2 separate regions of the Pan troglodytes genome follow, and region 2 is linked to region 1. Evidence: chromatin contacts called from public HiChIP or PLAC-seq data. All regions are on one chromosome and are shown on one strand. Each heading gives the region's core, a stretch centred on a gene start, on an enhancer-like site or on the middle of the called end of the contact. The rest is flanking DNA. Distances are from core to core; before and after follow the strand shown.

Evidence for each region. HiChIP or PLAC-seq counts read pairs in DNA pulled down with a chosen protein or histone mark.
Region 2: a contact with region 1 is called in an H3K4me3 HiChIP or PLAC-seq map of stem cell-derived excitatory neurons, with 3 times the contacts expected there. The contact joins the promoter of FAM111A here to the promoter of GLYATL2 in region 1. A contact is called at or near these places in 2 of 7 Hi-C or Micro-C datasets (blood and stem cell-derived neural progenitor cells) and 1 of 1 datasets of contacts at active chromatin or transcription factors (stem cell-derived excitatory neurons).

What each region holds. Positions count from the first base shown.
Region 1 is chr9:61,174,943-61,181,655 of NHGRI_mPanTro3-v2.0_pri, forward strand. GLYATL2 (glycine-N-acyltransferase like 2) reads right to left here and starts at 5,447. Exons shown (of 7, transcript XM_016920934.4): 1 at 4,877-5,447.
Region 2 is chr9:61,371,678-61,377,930 of NHGRI_mPanTro3-v2.0_pri, forward strand. It overlaps FAM111A (FAM111 trypsin like peptidase A), which reads left to right and starts at 1,323. Exons shown (of 6, transcript XM_063784068.1): 1 at 1,323-1,660; 2 at 1,797-2,018; 3 at 2,211-2,409; 4 at 4,543-4,572.

The DNA of each region.
Region 1 (6,713 bases), core at 4,197-6,696:
GGTGAATGAACGCGTGGACAGCAGGATGGATCAGTGAGTGAGGAGCAGTGATTCGCAGGACCTGCATGCATTGAAATCCTGACAAAGCAGCCTCTGCAAAATAAGAGACCTTAGGCTTTGGTGTCTGACAGAAGTTAAAATTATTCAAGGGCTGTCCTTGGGCAACTTAGTTGAGGTTTCCTAATCTATGAAACAGAAAATGATTAAATAGAAAGACGATTGCGAAAAAACCTATGGAAGGTGCGAAAGCAGGATGCCTGGCATTGAGAGACGCTTCACACCTGTTATCTCTCTCCCTATTCTCTCTTCACTCCTACTCCCGCCCGGCAGCTCCCCGCTGTCAGCACCAGAAATACCCGCTAAGAATACGAAAAGCAACGCTGGCCTTACACCGTGACGCTTTTAAAAACTCTAAAAACCCAGCGTGACGGGGGGTAGGTTTGCCTAAAGACAGGTGAGGCAGCCTTAGTTAACTGAGAAGGTTAATTGACAAAGAGGGTTGAGCCACTATGAGCCGAAGCAACCTTGGACTAACAGGTGTATCTTCAGCCAACACATGTTCCAGCATCTCCCACGCCCATCCCTCCATTTAGCACCAAAAATGCAGCCTCCTATGAGAATGGGAAGCTTGGCGAGGTGGTCAGCTTTGGCTTTCATGGAAGCTACCATTGGCTTTCATTGATGTCAACCCATTAAGGGAATCTTCGAGTCCGAGAACGGAAGCTACCATTGGCCTTAATGGATGTCAATCTTCACCTCCCGCTTTTCTTCCCTGCTTCTTTTCTCCTCCCTATACCAGTAGGTTAGTTCTCTGGCGCCATCAGCTGGCAGCACGCGGGAATATACCAAACGCGGAAACGCGCCTTCGCCTGCCCTGAGTAACTGCAAATCCAGGGCTGAGCGAGGTTTTTAAGCGCTTGGCTTGTGTACTCAGGGCGGTGCTAAACGGGGGCTGCCTGCGCGGATCCTTTTCCCACAAGATGCAAGTAAAAAAGCACCGCTGACGCCCTGGGAGGGTCACAGAGAGACAGGCGGGGCGGTTGACCAGCTGAATGGACTCACTTCTAAGAAATGCAAATTACCGAGCCACAGTCCAACCAAAGGTATCAAAACAGGATCTCTACCGATGGAGCTCAGCGATATGTGTTTTGACCAGCTCACAATAAGATTTTCATGCATCATACATTTTGCTTGAGTTTCTCAGGTAGTTTTGTTGATGTCCGGATTTGTTAAAAGCTGCAGATTACTGGGCCTCACCCCAGACCTATTGAACTTAAATATATTTGGGTTCCCAGAATCCCCATTAAAACAAACAAACAAACAAACAAACAAAACACCTATCCAAGTGATACGGTTGAACTTTAAAGTAAAGAGAATCACAAACTGGCAGATCTCTTTAATTTATACTTAGGGAATGGAGACTTCCCCCACCCCCACCAAGAGGGAAAGGAATTTGCTCAAGGTCTCCCTGCAAGATCCTAAGAAAACGTGAAGCTCTAAGGTTAAAATCCTACCTGACACCCTTTCCCTCCCCCAACTAGTCCTGTGACCTCTAGCAAATTATCCTGTCCTAATCTGTGAAATGGGATCAACAGTCACACCTACCTCAACGGGTGACTGTGAATATCAAAAGAGACCAAAATGAGTCAACTACCAAGCACTGCCCCACTGGAGGTAGACATCGAACTAAATCTTGATCACTCTATCCCCCATTCATCTCTGAGTACCACTGTATGAGGATGGAAGTGAAGTCACCCAGCCACATGTTGGTCCCAAACCATGTAAACCTCCACACGCAGCTCAGTGAATATTTCTTTACTTGAAGAGTAAAGACTCCAGACTCCTTGGAGCCTCTGGAGTCTGGAGGTGGATGTTACCATCCCCATGAGTGCATTGTCTTCCTAAGATAGGATGGACTACGGGGTCTATATGGGAAGTGTTAGCTGCCAGTACTTCAAGGCTGGTTCCTAAGCTGTTGCTGGAGGCTTAGAGACCCCGTTTCAGCTATCTATCAATAGGGGCAGATTGTTAGCAGGAGTGAGTGAGGTGAGCCCACTATGAACCCACAGGAGGACAGGAAAAAAACCATCTCATCTAAGCTTTCACATACCCCATTGCAAGCTCCATTATGTGGTGCCCAGGCCCTTATGTCTAACACATCCCCAGAAGCCAATTCTCCTCAGTCCTTCCTGCCACTTCTGCCATTGTACATCCAGACAGTTCCACTCTTTTCTTCTGTCAAACTCCTACTCATCTCTCATCCATCAAGTCCAAATATAAATCTCATTCTCTGTGATATACTCCCAAGGTAGAGGCAGTGGTGCCTTCCTCTATATTCCCAGAACATGTTGTTTGCAACTCTAAATACAGACATCAGCCTACTGTTAGAGTTTAGAAGCATCTTTTAGGGGTTCATGAAGGAATCCCTTTCCATAAACACTGGCCTTACTCCCTAACTTCACCAGACCTGGCCTTAGTGCTTGATCCATTCCCACCTCACCCGACCATGTGAGGGCTTTTCTTCTTTATGGGTTTGACTACCACAAAATGACCCAACGACCAGTTACTTGGCCAAAAGTATTCTCATCACATTTATAATAAAATCCAGCCAACAAGATGCTTTGTGCCAAGGGAATGTTCTTTTTCAGGGCAAACACTCTGTCCTCAGGGATGCTGGACAACTTCCACAGCCCCATGTAAGCATTAGCTGAAAGTGAGGCTTCCTTGGTGGCTCAACAGATTCCCTGAGCATCCCTACCCTGTCACTGATATCAAATTTCAGTGGATTGCATCCAAGCTCTCAGATCATAGCTGCAAAAGGAAAATCAAAGCTAGAGCTCTGCTCTGGACCTATAGCTCTAGGTAGTTAGTTTCTCTGTGAGGGTCACTTTTATACTTAAGGAAGAAATGGAAGATTGGTACTAAAAATGACATCAGGTTACTTATTCCAATTGTGTGGTTCAGCTGTTACTCCAATGATGAGCAAATAAAGAGGAATTAGAAGCATAGCTATTCCTAGGCTCAAGGAGCAGGGAAGCTCTGGAATTGGTGTACAGCAGTGCCGCTTGGAGTACCATTACAAAGGGATAAGAGTGGTTCAATGGGAGGTAAAATACAGGGCACCTAAGACACAGGGAATCTGGGAAACAAGGCAGGCTTTTGTATTTATCATTTGCCATGATCTCTCTCTGTGAACTTTCTTCTCCCTTTTAATTTTCCCTGTACTTTAATTATATTTCTCAGGCCTGGTGCAGTGGCTCATATCTGTAACCACAGCACATTGGAAGGCTGAGGCAAGCAGAGCACCTGAGGTCAGGAGTTCGACCCCAGACTTGCCAACATGGTGAAACTCCATCTCTATTAAAAATACAGAAAGTATCCGGGCGTGGTGACAGGCACTTGTAATACCAGCTGCTCAGGAGGCTGAGGCATGAGAATCACTTAAACCCAGGAGGTTGAGCTTACAGTGAACTGAGATTGTAACACTGCACTCCAGCCTGGGCAATAGAACAAGACTCTGTCTCAAAAAATAAAATAAAATAAAATAATTCTCAGTTAATGGCCAACATTACCATCATAAGTCCTAGTTTCCCTCTCTTTCTCCTTTTGTGTGTCTTTTATTTTGATCTATGCTCTTCTCTCCCAAGTTCAGCCTCTTGCCCCTTCTTAAGGCTCTCTGGGCATTCACCCACATGTGTTGAGTGTCCACTTCTCTCCTTATTTTTCAGTTGGAATGGATTAGTATCTCCAAGTCAACATATCAAAAGTAGAATTACTGACACACTCATCACTCCTGGCACACACAGCATCTCCTTCCTCAGACTTCCCCATATCACTTAATGCAGACTTTATCTTTCTAGTTGCTCAAGTCAAAAGCCCAAGAATCATCATTGAGCTCTCTTTTTCTCTTATTTATGGAAAACCCCATTCACAAGCCAATTCCATGGGCTCGCCCTTCAAAATAAATGTGGAATTCAGCATTTTCTAACACCTCCACCATTACCGTCTGAGGCTGGGCTCCGACATCTTTGCAATCCTGGGATATACTCTTAGCCACCTTCTCCCTTCCACACCTCCTATTGTCCTCCTAGAGTTTGTCCCCAACACAGCTGCCAGAGAGATTTTTAAAAATATGTCAGGTTATATTACTCCTTGCTACAAATCCTCCATTTAAAATAAATTTCATATTTATAACAAAATCCAGACTTCTTCATATGGCTGACCAGGTGCTTTATGCTAATGGAATGTGCAGATGCTCCTCCCTAAGGAGCACTTTTTTCCAGGGAAAATTCTCTATCTCCAGTGATGTCAGAAACTTTCGACAATACTATTCTCTACCACCTCTTGCTTTTCACAGCTTTTTTCCTCCAGATTCTACAATGAAAAGAAGATCAAGTCTCCTTGTGCAATGATTTACTCTCCGATGCATATTAGTGCCAGTCATGTGCACTGCTTTCAGATGATTTAAGAATAACAGCGATTTGAGAAAGCTGTCTTTACGTTTTCTCTTCCCTTTTTCTGTTTGATATTATTTTTACAATTACACTTCTAAAGTTTGCTCTTTCCAAACACCACAAGACCCATGTAATTTAAGCAGTGATTTCAGGAGTCTCTGTGTATTTTACATTAAGTTCAGAAACATGCTCATGATTCCACCAAAACTATCAACTTTTACATAAACATCTGTCCTTCTATGAGTTACAAAATAATTTTCACCATCATCTATTAATCCACCATCTTCTCCCCTTCTTTGACCAACTTCTCAAAAATAACACTCAATACTGAAGGCATCTCCTTCTATTCATGTTCTTAGACAGTAAGACGTTCTGTTCTTAAACAGTAAGATGTTTTCTCAAGCCCCATGCAAAGCACTTACTTGATTATCACTTTGGAGATACCCAACTCTGGAGTCTTCATCCGAAGGGTAAAGTTCCACACCCAGTAATACGCCTCCTGGGAAACAGGCCTAAATACTCTTCATCTGAGGGGTAAAGTTCTGCACCCAGTAATGCGCGTCCTGGGAAATAGGCCTAAGCAGTGCTGGCCCCTTCCTCGTCCAGGCTGGCATTGTCTGTGTTCGCCAGCCCCTCCACGAAGTTGGATCATTTGCGGAGCAGGCCAAGTCTCTCTAGACCTCACGCAGACGCGGGTGCAGCCTGCTCTGCGACTTGCAGTCAGCTGGAAGCTGGGCCTCTGCATCATCAGGGTGGAGCTCTCTCTGCTGCTGCCGCTGGATCGCGCCTGGATGCACGTCCCGCCACCGCCGCCGACCCACCAGCGGCAGAAGGGCAGCAATGGCCACACACCGAATCACCTTGGCGGGCTATTCCCCTTGCAGCTCTCCTCAGCGCGCTGCTCCCACTCGCAATCAAAAGGCGGAAAAAGCGCGAAACCGCCAGGCATCTCCCATACCCACCCGGCTGCCGCGCAACCCCTCCTTGGCTTCCACTGGGAGACAGGGGACGCCGATGAGCAGGAAGAAGCAGGGCAGTGACTGCTTAGTTTATCCTGGTACGCGGGAACTGGCTGTGGACCGAGTGGTTCGGGGGAGGGGATCGCTGGGACCGGGATGGGTCATCTGGACAAATAGGGAGGGTGGGCGGGTGGGCGCGCAGTCCCCTCGGCCTGGCCGTCTGACCCGCCCGCGCGCGCGTGCGCCCAGGCGTGCACTCTCATCCCTTTTCCTCTCTTCAATCACTGTCTGGAGTGATGCGAATTAGCTTCCAAAGTGGATGAGAGGATGAATCATTTCCATCCAATGAGAGAAAACAGCCTCCAGAGACTCTTCGTCCATTGGCCAGCGAGAGTGTCAATTCCCAGGCTCCCTCCCGCGCGCCAGCCTGCTCTTCCAGGCGGGAAAAGTTCAGCTTAGACAGGCAAGAGAGAAGTCTTCCCAACACCTGCGAATCGGGAGCAGCGGGCACTAGCACGTGCACTGCCTGGTCAGGCTCGCCGGTTCTTTGAGTGGTTTTTCTGGTCCTGGGTCGGACCCGGAGTTAGGTGGATGGCCGGCAGGGGCAGTAGACAGAAGGATCTCAGCCCAAAACCAAGGAGGTTTTGGATGGGGAGCTGGGCCCCGCCCGTTGTGGTAATTCCCTTCCTGCCTCTCAGCTTCAAAGGCCAAGAGTTTTACTCCTGAAAAGATACATGGAGATCGTCTGGGTGTTCCTGAATCTCAAGAGTGTCGTTTGACCCTGGTGGATCCTTTCCTTCCCTGGTGCCCTTTGCACCCATAGAATGAGACCAGGTTCGGTTAAGCAAGAGCAGAAACTTTATTCACTGATCAGGGAATGGAATAGGAGAGCTCCTGTTCAAAGTTCCTGGGGTGTAGTGAGGGGGTGCTTTTTAAGGTCTTTTAGGAGTCCTAGGTGGAGACTGAGGACAAGGATTCCTGGAAAGAGGTGGGGCTTTCCAGGAAGACCTGAATGTGGCAGTCTCATTCTTTCTGTTGCACCACAGCACTACATGTGCCTAGCAAGGTGCATTTCTCCCCGGGGCAGAGATTTAGGTATGGTAATTAGCAAAGATTCATGTTAGGGTAGCGCTGCTGAGCTCTTTCCCATCTTGTAGCACGGTGGTTACTGACATCCAGCCTTTGTTTCTGTAAGCAAGCACAGCTGCAAGCACAGGTTACCTTCATAGGTTCTGGAGTTTTAGGAAAGCATTGAGGTCATTCTGTGGCCACATAGACGGTTGTTTAAACAACGCGGTGC
Region 2 (6,253 bases), core at 73-2,572, 190 kb after region 1:
GTGTAGTATTCAATGGTATACTGAGTTTTCTTTATCCAGCCTACCACTGATAGGCATTTAGGTTGATTCTTTGCTATTGTGAACAGTGCTGCAAGGAACATACGTGTTCGTGTGTCTTTATGAAAGAATGATTTATATTCCTTTGGGTACATACCCAGTCATGGGATTGCTGGGTTGAATGGTAGTTCTGTTTTTAAGTCTTTCAGGAATTGCCACACTGTTTTCCACAATGGTTGAACTAATTTACACTCCCACCTAGTATATAACCCTTCCTTTTGGAAACAAATTTTATCAGTATATTCAATTCTGAACACCCATGTTTTAGAAAATGTTAAGCCTATTGTCCTTTAATCACTATTTGCTTACACATTAAAATGTAAAACAGGCAAAAGAGAAAGAAGGAAGAAAGGAGGGAGGGAGGGAGAAAAGTGAGAAAGAAAGAAAGATAAAAGAAAAAAGAAAGAAGAAAGAAAGAAAGAAGAAAGAAAGAGAAAAAAGAAAGAGGAAGAAAGGAAGGAAGGAATGAAGAAGAAAAGAAAAAAGAGAAAGAAGGAAAGAAAAAGAAAAAGGAAAGAGAGAGAGAAAGAAAGAAAGAGAGAGAGAGAAGGAAAGAAAGAAAGAAAGAGAGAGAAAGAAAGAGAGATAAAGAAAGAAAGAAAGAAAGAGAAAAGAAAATTTTCTCCAGAGTAGAATTATTGGCTGCTATTGTTTGGATGCTGGGTACTAGCTGTGATTACCCTTTGTGAATGTAGGAATGCACAGATTCCAAAAGTGAGTCGCATAGAAAAAGTCAGCATTCAAATATGTTTTAAGGTTACTCTATCCAAACCCCAAAGAAACCACAGAAGATGAAGCAGTAATTTTAGCTTCTCTTGGTGTATTGTACATGCATTTAAGGCCAGTTCCTTCCTTCAAATTCCCATGTGTTTTGTAGTTACCAACACACCTTTCAACCCTATCTGTTTATATACATCATATAGTCCTCTGTCAATTGCATAAAAGTTGTCCCCTTTGTGACTGTAATCGCCTTTTCCAATACACATCTACTCAGAATGCAGGTCCTTAAACAGCAGGCTGCCTTGAAAACCCTCTCCAATCTTCTTTGATCATCAGCTTTGAGATGCATATTCCTAGAGGCCATATCATCTTCTTCATCACTATCATAAACGTCTCCACATATTGATGAACGTTTGGAGAATCGATTTATGACAAGGGAGTTTACTCTTCCTGCATCCGCGGCTTCTTCGTGATTTTGTCCTAGTCACCGGGCCTATCCCACCTGCTGGGGATGCCGCCCCCTCGGAAGTGCCTGAAATCTCCCCACTTACCCAACTAGCCTCAGCGCCTCCTGTGTGCTGCAGCAGATGGCGCGCTGCAGACCCCAGCCTGGTGCCTCCGCGACTCCTCCCCAACCATGATTTACAGGCGGGGACAGCCACATTCCTGCGCCCCGACTTCCACCTCCGCTTCCCGCGCGCGCGAGACTCAAGCTGCCACAGTGGCTCTGCCGCCAGCGTCCCAGCTCCTCCCACACCCGAGTTTTTATTTCCTGCTCCCTCTCCAGCCCGGCCCAGGCCAGCCTACCGGCGACTAGGATGCTTTCGCTTTCGCTCTCGCTTTCCAATACTCGGGACTGGGGAAACCGGGAGAATAGAAGCAGGCAAGGACCGCCGTGGGCATGGGGTCAGTGAGACAGGGTCCTGCTCGCGGCGTCAAGGAGGAGTGCTGCGGGTGGGTAGGGTAGGCGCGCCCCCTCGGCCTTGCCTTTCCAACCACTCTTTTTTGCACGCCAACAGGTGTCCCCAGCGCAGCCAATCGGCTTCCGAAGTAGGTGAGTTGCTGCCTGAAGAGAAAAGACAAACTCCAGTATCTTTCATTCCATTGGCCAGACGCGCCATTCCCCAAGTGAGTTCTGTTCTCCAACCAAAGTGCTGGATTCCAAGGGACTGGAAGGGAAAGTCCCTAAAAATCACGAGTTCAGGCGTCTGAGACTTGGTGGGAACGGACCTTCCTCTTAGGTGAGTTACTCTTTGGTTCTGGGGCTGACCTGGAGTTTTGCCAGGGTTCATTGGCCGCAGCAGGATGCTGGTGGGGACAGGGTAAATAAAATCTGCACTCCTGCGGGCTTTTATTGTTGAAAGGGGCACTGACGCTCTCCCTGGAAACGTAAAAAGAACAGCCAAGTGAACGGATGTGTCTTTCTTTTGCAGTGCCCAAGCCTGTTCTAATTTTTAAAAACTGATGTCTATTAAGACCCAATGTTAACTTTATGAAAATGGTTCCTAAGGAGAGTGACATCTCTGTGTCCGAATTCTGTGTGCAGCAAACATCATCTCAAGTGCGTTTTCCCAACTACGCTTCTTTCCAGGATAAAATACTCTAAGTGACAAATGTTGAGTACATTATCAGGTATGTTCATTATTGTGAGAACTGAAGCCATCTACACTCACATAGCTTGCCAACTACATTAACCTGACTTCTTATTCCATTATTTTCATCAACAAACATTTACTATTTCAAGAAACTTTTGCCAGGGACCGGAAAGTTGCAAATATCTTTATTGCTTAATCCAGTATCTTCTTCAAAGATCCAACCACTCTTCAATGGAAAACATCAAAGAACAGTTTACATTCTAAGACTTTGAACCTTTACCTCAAAATCCTAGCCTTGTTTTATCTACCAATCCTAAACTGTTACCCGTAGCTGACTCAATTCTAACCAATTCCCCTCATTAAATATTAGAGTTACAATGGGACTTCAAAATCTCAATACATATAGCCCAAACTTGCTCTTCCCTCTCTGAGACACCACTTAAATTCTGTCAAGTTATTGTTCTCCATTACCTAAGTGAGCAAGAAACTTAGCTTTGTCTTATCAACAGGTTGCTTTGATATTACTGGGAGCCAACATTTGACATTCTTGGAGGCTCCAGCAAGACCTAATCAACCTCCCAACCCTCAACTCAGAATCAGTGTGTGCCCTGAAGTCCCTTCAACCTTCTTGAGGCTCTCCCTGATCTCAAAGGTGGAGAAAGTAGATCTTGCATCAGGTTGAACTCCAGTTTCTTTTTGCTCAGTTTTTCAAGCGCTGAGTTTATTTTGTCCCTAGGCATAAAGAAATCTTTCTAGGAACCCCTTTGGTTATCGGACCAGATTTTTAAAAGCTTTTTAGGCTTGGTGAAAAATCTGCCTTATCACTAGCAACACTACGACTTGTCTCTGTTCTTGTTTTTTGTTGTACTCGTGTAAAAGAAAAGTTCAAGGGAAGAGAACAGGCTCAAGTCTACTTCTCACGCTGGCTCTGGGGATTAGGAAATTCAGAAAGTTTTGTTTCAGACTGGCAGTGCTGTCTGATATAAACACAGCGTCAAGTACTGCACGCTGTAGCTACCTGAGGTTTAGGCCGGAAGAGGCACGGCTGATTTAAAAGTGAAAGAAAGTAACCAGTTGGTTCGCAGACAACCTTTTCCCAAAAGGCGGGCGATTCAAACCCCTAGCCCCACCTGCTCCGTTTCCCGCCCAGCTGGAGCTCTGGAGCCTTTGCTTCCTCAAATACGAGCGGGACCTGCGTTGAGCGCTGGATTCCAGGCCGAGTGCTGGCGAGGCGCGCAGTGAGTGAGCACACAGGGCGCTGGGGTGCTCCGCGGAGCGCGGTCACGGGCGCGGCCGCGGCGGGCTCCAGTCCCGGCTGGGAGGAGAAGGAGCTGGGTGTCAGGAAGCCGGGGACTGACAGCGCCACCCATCTGGGGAGCCGGGAGGACACAGGTTTTATTTTGGTAGTGCTGCAAGTCCCCTTGTGTGCTGGGGGGAGCGGGGCGGCGTGGTAGGATTGGAAGAGGCTTAGAGTTGGCCTCGACCCCTGCCCTTGCCCCTGGAAAGGCAGAAAGTGGGGGTTGGGGTGCGGAGAAGCAGGAAGAGAGGGAGAGTGAAGGAGGGGAGGAAAGGGAGAGAGGAAGAGAGGGAGAGTGAAGGAGGGGAGGAAAGGGAGAGAGGCAGAGAGGGGGAAGGAGAGAGGGAAGGAAGGAGAGATTGAGAGACAGAGAAATTCCTAAGGGGAGCTGTCAGGTGGGCTGGACATGGGCCCCAGGCTGCACTGCTTTATCCCTTTGCTGTAGGAAGTCAAGCAAGTTCTTTAGGTAAGTAGAACCTTGATGTCAAGTATAAAACAGGGGTTGGTATAGGATAGCTAAGAGCACTTTATATTTTGATATAATCTGATTTATCCTGGATACTGAAAACAATGTAGGGAGACGGAGGATATTGGAGTGTTTTCTTAACCTCTTGCCCCTTTCCACTGTGATTGCTCAAGTACATGCAAAATTAATGTTTCTTTCTGCCCATTTTATTTTCCTTTTTTTGTCTGTGTCTATTAATCACTCCTAAAGCACCCGGATCCTCTCTCAAACTTCATAAGATGAGACATCATGAACAGACACAGTGAATCCCTAGATTTTCTTAATAGTTGGGCAACAAGTTCTTGCATTTAGGGATGTTGCAACATAGCCCAGTTCCGCAATTGTATATTTTCTATTTTTTTTCCTAGGTTCTCTGCTGTTTAAAAAGTATCCCTGTGGTGAGTGTATTGATATTGATAACATTTACATCACCTTTTTATTGATTATTTACTGGGGGACCTATTACATACAGGCAGTGTTTTAAAGGCTTTGCATATGCTCTCTCTCTCTCTATATATATATATATATTTACACACACTGTATATATAGATAGATTGCATATATAATATATATAATATGTGTGTATATGTGTGTATATATATATTGTGTGTGTGTGTGACAGAGAGAGAGAGAGATGAAGTCTCGCTCTGTTGCTCAGGCTGGAGGGCAGTGGTATGATCTCGGATCACTGCAACCTCTGCCTCCCAGGTACAAGCCACTCTCCTGCCTCAGTCTCCCAAGTAGCTGGGATTACAGGCACCCACCACCATGCCCAGCTAATTTTTAATTCTTAGTAGAGACAGGTTTTCACCAGGTTGGCCAAGCTGGCCTCGAACTCCTGACTTCAAGTGATCCATCAGCGTTGGCCTCCCAAAGTGCTGAGATTACAGGCATGAGCTACCGCACCCAGACCACAATGTATTTCTTAATCTTTATAACAAGGTTGATTCCCACCTTAAGGTGAGGAAAATGAAGGAAGAATAGTTAATTAATATGCCCAAGGTCATGCAGCTAGTAAGTGGCTACCTGATATTTGAACTCAGACAGTTTTATAAGTTCTAACATTATTTTAACACTTCCATATTCATTATCTCATTTAGAATCATTGCTTCTTTTTACAAACAAGAAATTGAGGCTCAGAAAGGCTAAATGAATTTCCCTAGTCAATGACTGACAGTAAACTAGAAAGCCAGGACTCTTGTTCCATAGTGGAATGGTTACGAGAGTAAACATAGCCTTTAGATAACTTCCATTTGACAAGAAATACAGGGGCTAGAACATAAGTTAAACAATGACATGAGGAAGCAACCCAGGAGGTGAACATTCTATAGAGACAATTTCTCTGTTCTCTTCAACAAATCAGTGCTTTTTCTAGAGTAAAAGAGCCTTATAAGACATATAAAGGAAACTGTGTACCTCAGTTGGATCTTGGTATGAATAAATCAGTATTGTGATTATAAAAGAAAAATTATGTAATTTTTAGAGATGGGAAGTGACCATTAGCGTTTAAATGTCATGATGTTTCTAGCTGTAACATAAATCATCTAGTAAAATAAAAGGATGGTGTAAGGGTAGCCAAACCCGGGTTCGGCAACTCACACCTCAAAGCCAAACATGAGAGATGAGAGTTGGTGGGAGGAAAAGCAGGTTCCTTCAGAGAGCCAGCAAACTGAGAAGATGGCAGACTAGCAACCCAAAGTAGCCTCTTAAGTGAGTACAAGTTTCAGGCTCTTTATGTTAAGGGCATGGGGAAGAGAAGGGATTTACGATCAAGAGGTGACCATTGACTGGAGACATCTGATCACCATCAAGTATCCAAGAAGGTTGGGAATGTCTTTGTCCTGATGTTCCAGTGAGCCCAAGCATTGATTTGCTGAAGAGAACATATAAGTTGTCTCTATAGAATGTTAATTTCCTGGGCTGCTTCTACATGTTGTTGTTTAGCTTATGTTCTAGCCCCTGTATTTCTTGTCAAATGGAAGTTATCTAAAGATTATATTTATGTTTGTTCTCCAGGTCACAACCCTCCTGTAAATTTTTAACAATCCATAGTTGTTTACATACTTTCCCTTTAATCCC